Regions from separate parts of the Sus scrofa genome. Here region 2 is linked to region 1. The links are chromatin contacts, called in public Hi-C maps. All regions are on one chromosome and are shown on one strand. The core of a region is the stretch at or near the end of the contact, and the rest is flanking DNA. Distances in the headings are between cores, read along the strand shown. Region 1 overlaps KIAA0319 (dyslexia-associated protein KIAA0319 homolog). Region 2 holds the start of ACOT13 (acyl-CoA thioesterase 13).

Region 1 (5,422 bases), core at 355-2,854:
AAAATGTACAAAAAATTTTTTTTAAAAACTGCCCTAATTTCATTGTTAGCATTTGATGACTTTCCTTCCAGACCACTGCATCTACTATACATATAAATTTTAACACAGTGTAATCGACTGTACTTTTTCTCCTTTTAATAAAAGGCAAGACGATTTCAATTCATTTCTTCTGTCTTAAGGGTTTATAGAAGGACACAAAAAGAGATTAAATGTCTTTATATTAAGCTGTCTGCCACTGAGGAGTACTAGTGATTAAAGTATGAGGGACAAAACACAAATGACAAATGTCATCTATATTAAATTTTGATCCATTTATGATAGGGAAAATGAATAGGGAACTAATTAATATTTATGAGAAATAGTCAAACACCTTAAGAATGAAAATACTTTAAGAAATAAAAAATAGAGTTGCTATATGATCCAGCAATCCCACTCCTGGGCATATATCCAGACGAAACTATAATTCAAAGAAATATATGCATCCCTAAGATCATAGCAGCACTATTCACAATAGCCAAGACATGGAAACAACTAAATATTCATCAATGAATGAATGGATAAAGAAGGTGTGGTACATATATATAATGGAGTACTACTCAGCCATAAAGAAGAATGAAATAACGCCATTTGCAGCAACATGGATGGACCTAGAGATTATTACACTAAGTGGAGTAAGTCAGTAAAGGACAAATGCCATATGATGTCACTTATATGTGGAATCTAAAATATGACTTCAGTGAATTTATCTGCAAAACAGAAACAGACTCACAGACATAGAGAACAGACTTGTGGTTGCCAAGGGGAGGAAGGAGGGTGGGAAAGTGATGGATTGGGAGTTTGGGATTAGCAGAAGCACACTATCATATATAGGATGAATAAACAACAAGGTCCAACTGTATACCACAGGGAACTATACTCAATAAACTGTGATAAACTATAATGGAAGAGAATATAAAGGAGAATGTATATATATATGTATAACGGAATCACTTTGCTGTACAGTAGAAATGAACACAATATTGTAAATCACCTACATGTCAATAAAATATAATTTTAAAAGAAAGAATACATTTGACAGGTCACAGGAATAGGTCAAATGTGCGCTCAGTAGCAGAGTGCTGAACTGGCAAAGAAAGAGCATTTTAAAAAAACATGTCTGAACAGCTGGGGTGAGGATCCCGAGAACCTCAGAGCTGTGTTATCACGAAATATCTGCAAACAAACCTTTGTGTACATGCTACCTTCCTTACCTGACAGTGGACTCTTTCCAGGCTCTGTGGGTCATTACAAGCCAAAGGCTGGTATGTATAAACCTCTCTTGTTCTAAGATATCACTCTGCTTTGCACCATCAGAAACAAATGACTTTCTATCCTGACCAATTATAGGAAACGTGTCATATTTAATTTCCTATCCCCTCACTCCATTTTAAACGTTTCAACTTTGATGCTGATGATCATCAAAGCCTCTGGAGTGACATCCGCTCCAGAGCGACATTCACAATGTTCTGAAAATGAATCAATGTTGTAACTAACTAGTCAAGACCCTTTAAGGACATGCCAGCGAAAAGCCTCTACTGGTCCCAGAGCAAAGTCCAGTTCTCACCTGCAGGGGGCACTGGCACAACAGAAGCCTTCAGTTCAACTTCGTTTTCCGGTAAAGTTATTATTAGGTTATCGCCAGCAGACACCATGAGTTCTTTCACTAAAGGTTAATTAGAAATAGTACGTCTCATTATGTACTTTCATGTTATATTACTGCCCTGTAATATATTTGTTTTTGTTCTTAGCATCCATAAAATAAAATAACACACTTTTGCAATAGTTCTTTATGCAACTTTATCTAGGACACTTTGTCTCTCTGGCAAGTAACAACTATACCCTGTATTATGCTGCAGGGTTGATCTGGTACATTTAAAACTGTCTATGTGAGTAGGCACTGTGGAGAAAATAATGTTTCAGATTGAGCAAAGTGCCGGTGACAAGAGTTGTGTGAAACAGGTGGGGTACTGTGGATTGGGTCTATTTTCTCTCTTGCTACCAGCTTTGCTTGACTCCCTGGTATGTGCTATTTTCAGTCATAAAGAGATGGAGTGTTGTCATAAGTGTTTCTGTATCATTAGTCACACATCACTCAGTCTTTCTGATAGTAACCGCATGAATTACCGCAATGGCCTTGCCCCTGGAAACTTTTTGAGGAAAAAAACAGTCAATTTCAATATAAAAAGGTGATTTTAACTCAAGCAGGAGGAACATTCACTCTCAGTAAAACCACTCATCCACTAAATCGGCATTCAGAATAATGCTCGTTTCCTTGCTCTAAAAATACCTTCAATTGGCTTGACTCAACTGGACTTTATTTCTCTTAAAAAAAATACAATTGAGATATGTCAAGATACCACATAGAGAAGAACAAAGACTAAGAAAAAAAAATCTGAGTGCTTTCTAGAGGTCCCAACTGCTTGGAGATGCTCATTTAAATCCACTTCTCTCCTCTCAGTCTACACTCAGCCCCTCAAGTGCCTTCCTAGACCAGCTGCAGCGGCTTCGCTGTCCTCTCTGGCTCCTCTTTCCTGTCACTTTCACTGACTCTTTGTAAGAAAAATGAGCAATTATGGACCTAGAAAGGACATGAGACCAAACCCATCACTTCACAGATGAAGAAACTGAGCCCTACAAAGGTAATGCAAGTTGTTCGAGACTATGTGGATCACGTGCCATAAATCCACCAACATTTAACTAATTCAAATGTATTTATCTCAATAGCCACTTATTTACCAGATTAAACTGTGCCAGGCACTTTTCCAAGGGCTTTAAAATGATCCATTAACTTTATCCTCTAACAGTCTATGCAACAGGTGCCGTTAGAACCCAAGGATGCTAATTCCTAGGCAGTCTCCCTTTCAGTATACTACACAGCTTCTCCTCCACCATTATCCTTCTCTCTACTGAAGCTCAGGATCAAATAACCAAGGAAGAGAGGGTGATCATCAAAGTATATGACCCACAAAAAGGCTCAGGCCACATGACAAAATCTCTAACTTCTTTAGTAGTAAATCCGATGGGAGCTTTTCCGTCCTCCTGTAACAAACACATGGCCCGCTCATCACTTCTTCCAACATGGAACCCTCTCCTCTCTCCTTCCCTCCGTCCATGCTCTCCTTTCTCTCCTTCCTCTTTGTCACGGCCACTCGGGCAGCTCCTTCTGCTCTTCAAGCTCCTGATGTAATGCCACCTCCAAAGTTCCCACCCTCAGGCCTCTCCCCAGCTCACCCCCACACTCTCCCTGGAGGGCCTTCAACTATCACCTCCGCACTGATGACACCTCTGCCTTTATCTTCAGCCCAACTGCTCCTCTAATTCTCAGTCCCATGCGTTCATCTTAGAGTCCTTTTCGCTTTCATCCTGACCGCCAGCCACTTATCAAATCCTAATAGTTCTGCCCTTTTAATATGTCTCAAATCTGGTTCCTTCTCTCCATCCTTGCAACCACTCACTACAGTTTTCTAATGCATCCTCTTGCTTCTAGTCAGCTCCATACCCTTGTCTTGATACCAATCCGATCACTTCACTTTCCTACTTAAAATCATTCAGGGATTCTCTCCACCCATCCAACAAAACACAAGTTCCTTAGCAAAAAACACAGGATCCTTCAAGACACTGTCTGCTCACCACTCCAGACCCAACCTTGCCATTTCCATTCCATTTACGTGATCAGTTCCAGCCACAACGAACTCCTTAAAGCTCTTCCTGAAATGCCCTGTGAACCTTGTCCCTCTGTTCCTGTGCATAGGCAATGAAGGAGGTGATGGGTGCGGCATGCCAAGCATGGTGCCTGGCACTGGGCAAGTGCTCAGTAAATATCATTATCATTATTGCTATCGCACATGTCGCTCTCTCAACCTGAACAGCAGGCCAACCCCACTTCAGCTGGCTCATCTGTCCTAGCTTTATCACCTCTGGAAAACCTTCTGCGGCTCTTCCGAGGGGATCAGGCGGGTTGTCCCCTCTCAGCTCCCTCAGCAGCCTCTCACAGCACCTACTGTACTGCATCAAACCATCTATTTATCTGTCTTGCCCCGGGCTATAGAAGTCATGGAGGGAAAAGACAATATCTATTCATCTTATTTGTTCATTTGTTTGTTTTTTGTCTTTTGGGGGCTGCACTACAGCATATGAAGTTCAGGCTAGGGGTCAAATCGGAGCTGCAGCTGCCAGCCTACACCACAGCCACGGCAATGCCAGATCTGAGCCATGTCTGCGACCCACACCACAGCTCATGGCAATGCTGGATCCTTAACCCATTGAGCGGGACCAGGGATCGAACCCACATCCTCATGGATACTAGTTGGATTCGTTACTGCCGAGCCCTAATGGGAACACCTCTATTCATCTTTTTATTCCCAGCACCTTGCGACATTTTGGGCACAGGACAGCTGCTCAACAATGTGCTTGGAGAGAACAGGTCAATTTTCAGAGCTGTCACTACTAGATTCTACAGCGTGTCTTCAGTCTGCTTCCTCCAATTGTATTTTTAAAGTTACCTGCCCTGGGAGCCGTGGGAGTAGATGCTGGTTGCTCAGATAGGGGGGACTCAGTGGGAACAGTGCTGGCGGGAAGAGTTGAAATGCTATGCTCTGGGCTCCACGGCATGACTGTGGAAACTGGGCTTTCCTCCATGGTGGCCGGGCTGAACTCCAGGCTGGCTAGAGGAGGACTACGGGAAGGCATTAGAACCTAGGAGATCACAAGGATAAATTGTTATGGGAAAGAAAAAGAAAGAAAGAAGAGGTTGAACTCTTCAAGCCAACACCTGTCATTGACGATTTTCCTAAATTAGATTCAGTAGCATTTGAAACACCATGTCTAATACCGCAAATCACTGGAACTCTAGACCACCTCTTTCAAATATTCTCTGCTATCTACTAAAAATGTCAGGCAACTCTGGGTTGGACAATTGTTAGGGGCAAACACACACACACACACACACACACACGGGAGGTATTCAAGAGAAAAAGAGAGGAGTTCCTGTAGTGGCTCAGTGGTCAATGAATCTGACCAGGAACCATGAGGTTGCGGTTCGATCCCTGGCCTCGCTCAGTGAGTTAAGGATCTGGCATTGCCGTGAGCTGTGCTGTAGGTCGAAGACATGGCTCAGATCCTGTGTTGCTGTGGCTCTGGCGTAGGCAGGTCGCTACAGCTCCGATTAGACCCCTAGCCTGGGAACCTCCATATGCCATGGGTGTGGCCCTGGAAAAAGACAAAAAGACAAAAAAAAAAAAAAAAAAGATAAAAGGAGAGAAAATACTTACAGCAGCCACTGAACTAATCAGCAAGGCAATAACTGAAGGAAATCCGATAATTCAACAATGAGCAGGCTTCTAGAATAAATGATCTGCATTCATTCCACTCATTATACATAAAG
Region 2 (5,617 bases), core at 1,231-3,730, 71 kb after region 1:
GAGACCACCTAGATACTGTTTTTCATCAACTTTCATCTATTAGTATCCATTGACGATTCCTGTCTGAAACAATTACTATCATGATAGTTCCCAAATGGTTGTTTTTTCCTACCATACCTACTACATTTAGTAGTTGGAATTCTACTGTAAGGCAAAGTGTTCCCATCATTCCTGGACAAATGTATTTATATTAGTGTGGATTCTTATTCTATTCTATACATAAAGCCTCACTCTCACTGGCACTTGATCTGAATCTCAAGGAACAACAAACCACAGCCGAATCACACTTTGCTTGTTTTTTTTGCCAGGTTATGATTCGGGGCTTGGAGACTCCTAACGGTCTTCCATCCCAACATCACTCAGCTCCATCCACATTTTTTCTAAGGGACTATTTTGTTCCAATTTTCTTACTGGCCACAATTTAGGAGGCAATTAACAGATGCTAACACAGGCTAGTCTGAGGAAAACAGAGGGATTTACAAGGAAACAGTAACATGTCAAAGAACCAGTTACAGGAATATAGCTACCCCTAAGGAAGTGCAATCGAGGCTTTCTTTCAATCCTACTCAGCTTCCCTTTGCTTCATTCTCTCTCTGCAACCCAGTATTTTCAGCTTCCCCATGCACAAAAGAGGATGGGTATGTCCCTAACAGGTACTGAGTTAACATGTACAGCTTCAGCTTGGCAGCAAGATTCACTTAACATTCTTGGTCCTAAGCCCAAGCCAGAGGATCTGACTGGCCAGCATGGGCTAGGTGAAGAGCTACTAATCTAAGTGGCTCTAGTTATAACAACATGGGAGCCACAGTTGTCACTTGTGGATGGGTAAACAATTTCCCAGTTACAGGTCAGGCAGATAGAAAAGGAGTCTAATGAAATGATCTTATCAGATGCAAGCCAAGACAGCTGAAAAGATCAAAGGGAGAAAAATGTACAGTTTAACTGTAGAGGCTGCCCATACAGCTGGGAGAACTTTATATACTCAATATCGATTTACTGAAAGTTTATTACAAGCCAAATATTGTATCAGTCTAATCGACAAACATGATAGATATTGTCTTTACCACACAGGTAGCCTCGCTGGAGATACAAAAACACTAAAGAGCAATTATAATATGAACTAAGTTGTTATGACAGGGGTGAGGCAGGATGCTAGAGAATTACCTAAGAAGGGAACCTTATCCATACTCGGAAGATCGGGGAAAGCTTCTTGGAAATAAGTCATGGCTAAACTTGGCTTTTAAGATTATTATTACTCAGCAAGGAAGGAGAAAAAGGTTCTAGGTAGAAGTGATAAATATCTTTAGGTTGAAGGGCAAAAGAAAATATTCCAATGGAGAGAGGGAAAGTCTGATACGCATGGAAGTTTTGTGGGGTAGGAAAGAGAGGGTGACAGGGGAGGAACCCGGAACAACAGACAGTGGTCAAACCGTGGAGGAACTTGTAAAGCACCTGGATTTCAGGAGCAGTAGTGCGCGAACTGGGGGAGGAACACTCGAAAAACGGGCAAGATGCGCATTTTATAAAAACTATTTTCTGGTCGGCCAAACAGCAATATAGGAAGCAAGACGACTTCCAAGTTACCACTCTTCAGTAAAGGATTTGTTTCATTTGTTTCAAAACTCTCGCTTACACAGTTCCTATATATAAATCGAGTCGAAAATGACATGTAAGGATACTTTCTCCCCGCACTCCAAAGTTCGAGTGACAGCCTGGACCTCGGGCAGCTGATGGGGCGCATCTCCTTCCGCGGCACCACAACCCCTCCGCCTCCGGCAATCCTGACGGGAGAACTGCCTCTACTCCACCCCGCCCGCCCAACAGCAGGTCCCAGGATGCCCAACGCCACCCGATACCCAAATGCCTCCGTCCGGACGAGCCCCCCATGGCCCAGTCGTCGCTCACCAGGACTCGGGCTCATTGGGGGTCTCAGGACGACTTTTTAAAGCGTTCTCCTCCACGGCCGGCTCGAAGTAGGAGTTCAGCGCTCTCTGAAAAACAAAGACACAGGGATGGGACGTGTGCACTGCACCCACCAAAGTAAAGAGTGGGAAAGAGAAACAGCAAAAGCGTACTTCCATCTCCCAATCGTTCTCGGCCAGGTAGCACTGAGCCACGGCAGCGTCGCAAGTCGCTACCGAGGCAAACTCCACACACAGAAGTCGGCGCTTCTTCACCTCGGGCTCTCCCTCCTCCTGCTCCAGCTCCGGTCCATCCTCCAGGCCGCTTTTCTGCTCCATCGCCTCCCAGCTGCCGGCTCGTCCCCCAGACTCCGGCCAGGGGGCAGGCCCCCGGCTCTGCGCAGGCGCCCGACACCCCGGCGCTCGCGCATTAACAGCCGGGAGAGAAACGCACTCCGCTCCTGGAGGACGTTAACGCGCCTGCGCAGCAGAAAGGGAGGCCCCGGGCTGGCAAGGGCAAAACAGCGCTTGCGCGCGCGGTCACGATGAGCCGTGACGCCTCTGTGCGCAAACACAGAGAGAACGGCGGTGGCGGGAGCGCGCGAGGGGACGTCCTGCCCTTTGCGTCCTGGTACTTCTGCGAACTTGTGGGCGTCCTGCTCCTCCAAAAAGCTCTGGGGCCTAGGAGCTGGAGAACAGACCACAATGAGCTGTATGACAAAGAATCTGCAGGAGGTCCTCAAGCTCCTAGGCAAGAGTTCGTGTTTTGACAGAATTTTGGAAAAGGTATTGGATGCGAAGCTACGGTTTCTAATGAAGAGAAAGCACCTTGCGTAGTTCGTGGTGAGCGCTGGATAAATTGTCTCTGGTAGATTCTTTTGGCCTGCGTCCCGAAACTGACCTTAGTAGTAATGATTTCTATTGTAATGGAGCACAGTTATGTGCTAGGTGTGCCTCCATTGATCTGTCAGTCTTTAAAAACAAAAAGGTAAGTGGCTTTGCCAGCAAAATGAGCTATTTGGGAATAGCAGAGGAATTTGCTATGGGACGTGCAACCATAGGCAGGTTCTCAACTGTTCTTTTATAAAGAGGAGAGGAAAGTTTGAGAGGGGCTGTTTTGAACAAGTCATTGAGGAGAGTCGAGTCCGGGTTGTTGTGGTTCTCTTTGGTTGAGTTGCGGAGGCTTCTCATTAGCTGAGTTTTTACTGGAGGAAGAGAAAAATCTTCATTCTTCCTACTGGTGTTTGAAAAGTTAAACTGTGAGGAGGGGTGAGTGGGGGTAAGTTCCCCCTGCCGCACTTCCAGATTCCATGTGGAATGCGGTATTTTATAATAGCAACATTATAATGTTGTAAACATTTAAAAAAGGAAGTTAAATTTTAGTAAAATATCTTAAGCTCATTATACCCAAAATACTTTTAACATTAAATACTTTTAATCAATATAGAAGAGTACTAACTTTTTGTACTGAATCTTTGAAATTACTTACAGCACATCTTAGCATCATACTAGCCATGTTTCAAGGACTTAATACTGACAGGTGACTGGTGGCTACTGTATTAACTGCATAGGTCAGCATCATAGTAAGTGCTCTGTGTTTGTTAATTTGATCTAAAATGGATTTTGTAGTTTATGTTTCTTGTGGGCACATTTGCTTAGGCTAAAGTATAGGTTTATGCATAGTGATCTATAAATCAGTCAGGAACCGTTCCTTTTACTATAAATTTTAAGGTAGCATGATCTAGGCCTTGTCTCTCAGGAGACATGTACGAGATGTCAGGTTGTATACTGAGGCTGAAAAGCTCAGATGGAATGTTTGATTTCTGCAGGAGTGGAGATTCACAAATACTCCTGTTTTTCCCTTATATTACTTATTTAAAAACAGTTCATGGAGTTCCCATCGTGGCTCAGTGGTTAATGAATCCGACTAGGAACCATGAGGTTTCAGGTTCAATCCCTGGCCTTGCTTAGTGGGTTAAGGATCCGGCATTGCCGTGAGCTGTGGTGTAGGTTGCAGACGCAGCTTGGATCCCAAGTTGCTGTGGCTCTGGCATAGGCCGGTGGCTACAGCTCCGATTAGACCCCTAGCCTGGGAACCTACATGTGCCTCTGAAGCAGCCCTAGAAAAGGCAAAAAGACAACAAAAACAACAAAAATTCACATCAGCTGTCAAACACTAATAAATTAAACCAACAGCAAAAAAAAAAAAAAAAAATTCACATCATAATTAATTTCTATGTAGAGAGATTGGTAACTTTTTGAATTTCTGAATCAACTTTTTGGGAGTGACTCAGTTTAATCCAGTGATAGTTCTTGATTGGTTGTCTGGGCTTTCTAATATCACTGAATATTCAAAATTCTTTTTTTTTTTTAATACTTAGATGACTGTTGTCTCTGCTGTCCCTGGGAAAGTGATCTGTGAAATGAAAGTAGAGGAAGAGCATACCAATAAAATGGGCACTCTCCATGGTGGCATGACAGCCACCTTAGTGGATTGTGTATCCACATATGCTCTGCTATGCACAGAAAGGGGAGCACCTGGAGTTAGTGTGGACATGAACATAACGTATGTATCCTAACTGTACCCAAATAGCTTTTTTCAGTGTGACAACTCTTTTCAAACGACTGAGACTAAACACATTTATAACTAAATAAAGCATGAGGTGCCCTTTAGCTGGTTATCCTTAAGTGCAGCTGTGTATTTGCCTTAAAATATTTCATGGCTTTAGAATCTAGAACTAGACGATTAATTTCCAAGTACAGTATATATCAGTAATAATAATAAAAGTAATCCGTAATATAGTTAGTAATAAAGGAGAAGTGAACTAAGCATTCAAAAAGACAACTATTCAGCTTCTAATATGCATACTGTTAGAAAAAATAATCTCAAATTCACAGCTTGTAACAGTTTCATAGAATCCTTAAGAGTCTCACTTGTATGTCCCCCTTTATTCAAATAATTTTGGCTTATTAGAAGAATTGGCCAGGAGTTCCCAGTGTGGCTCAGCAGAAACAAATCTGACTAGTATCTATCAGGACGCAGGTTCAATCCCTGGACTCACTTAGTGGGTTAAGGATTCGGCATTGCTGTGAGCTGTGGTGCAGGTCTCAGATGCGGCTTGGATCTCGAGTTGCCATGCATAGGCTACAGCTCCAATTCATCCCTTAGCCATAAAAAGCAAAAAAAAAAAAAAAAAAAAAGTACTGGCCCGAGCTTCAAATGGGCCCCATATTAAAAGTTTTTATATTAAGTCATTTTAGAGTTGAGTAAATTCTGCATATTGATGTGACAAGATAGAAATACCAGTATTACTTCACCCAGAAAGTTAAGCAAATTAAATGAAAGCTAGAAGAAATCATTCACTAGCCCAAAGTAAATACGAAGAGGGACACTTGAAGAAAAAGGAGGTAGGGAGCAGTTGAAAACCCCTTTCTATATTTATGGGAAAAGAAACTTGTGTGCATAAGGAATGGTCAGGACAACCATTAAAATCAGAAAGAACAGAAAGCTCACTAAAAATATGCTTAAACTACTTAGGAGTAAAATAACATTAAAGGCTGTTATGAAATGCACAGAACTTTCTCTTTTAAAAACTATTAGCTGTGAACTAATGTAAATGTTTTCTTTCAAGGTACATGTCACCTGCTAAAATGGGAGAAGATATACTGATTACAGCGCATATTCTGAAACAAGGAAAAACACTTGCATTTGCCTC

The links. Hi-C and Micro-C count contacts between places; a contact is called where the count stands out from the background.
Region 2: a Hi-C map of liver shows a contact between it and region 1, with 4 times the contacts expected there. The contact joins the promoter of ACOT13 here to the enhancer-like site in region 1. A contact is called at or near these places in 1 of 5 promoter capture datasets (liver) and 7 of 47 Hi-C or Micro-C datasets (brain, heart right ventricle, liver and 1 more).

The regions. Positions count from the first base shown.
Region 1 is chr7:19,430,382-19,435,803 of Sscrofa11.1, forward strand. KIAA0319 (dyslexia-associated protein KIAA0319 homolog) reads right to left here. Exons shown (of 22, transcript XM_005665630.3): 4 at 4,542-4,734; 5 at 1,604-1,702. Among named protein-coding and RNA genes, the nearest start is that of KIAA0319, 55 kb to the right of the region's middle. Within about 2 kb of position 1,605, at least 5 of the 83 cell types and tissues checked have an H3K27ac peak or open chromatin away from gene starts, as enhancers often do. A contact at or near this core is called in liver, where this site is marked.
Region 2 is chr7:19,500,157-19,505,773 of Sscrofa11.1, forward strand. It overlaps ACOT13 (acyl-CoA thioesterase 13), which reads left to right and starts at 2,481. Exons shown (of 3, transcript NM_001244979.1): 1 at 2,481-2,687; 2 at 4,283-4,467; 3 at 5,534-5,617. The coding sequence starts at 2,607. It overlaps TDP2 (tyrosyl-DNA phosphodiesterase 2), which reads right to left and starts at 2,281. Exons shown (of 7, transcript NM_001243686.1): 1 at 2,076-2,281; 2 at 1,906-1,991. The coding sequence starts at 2,240.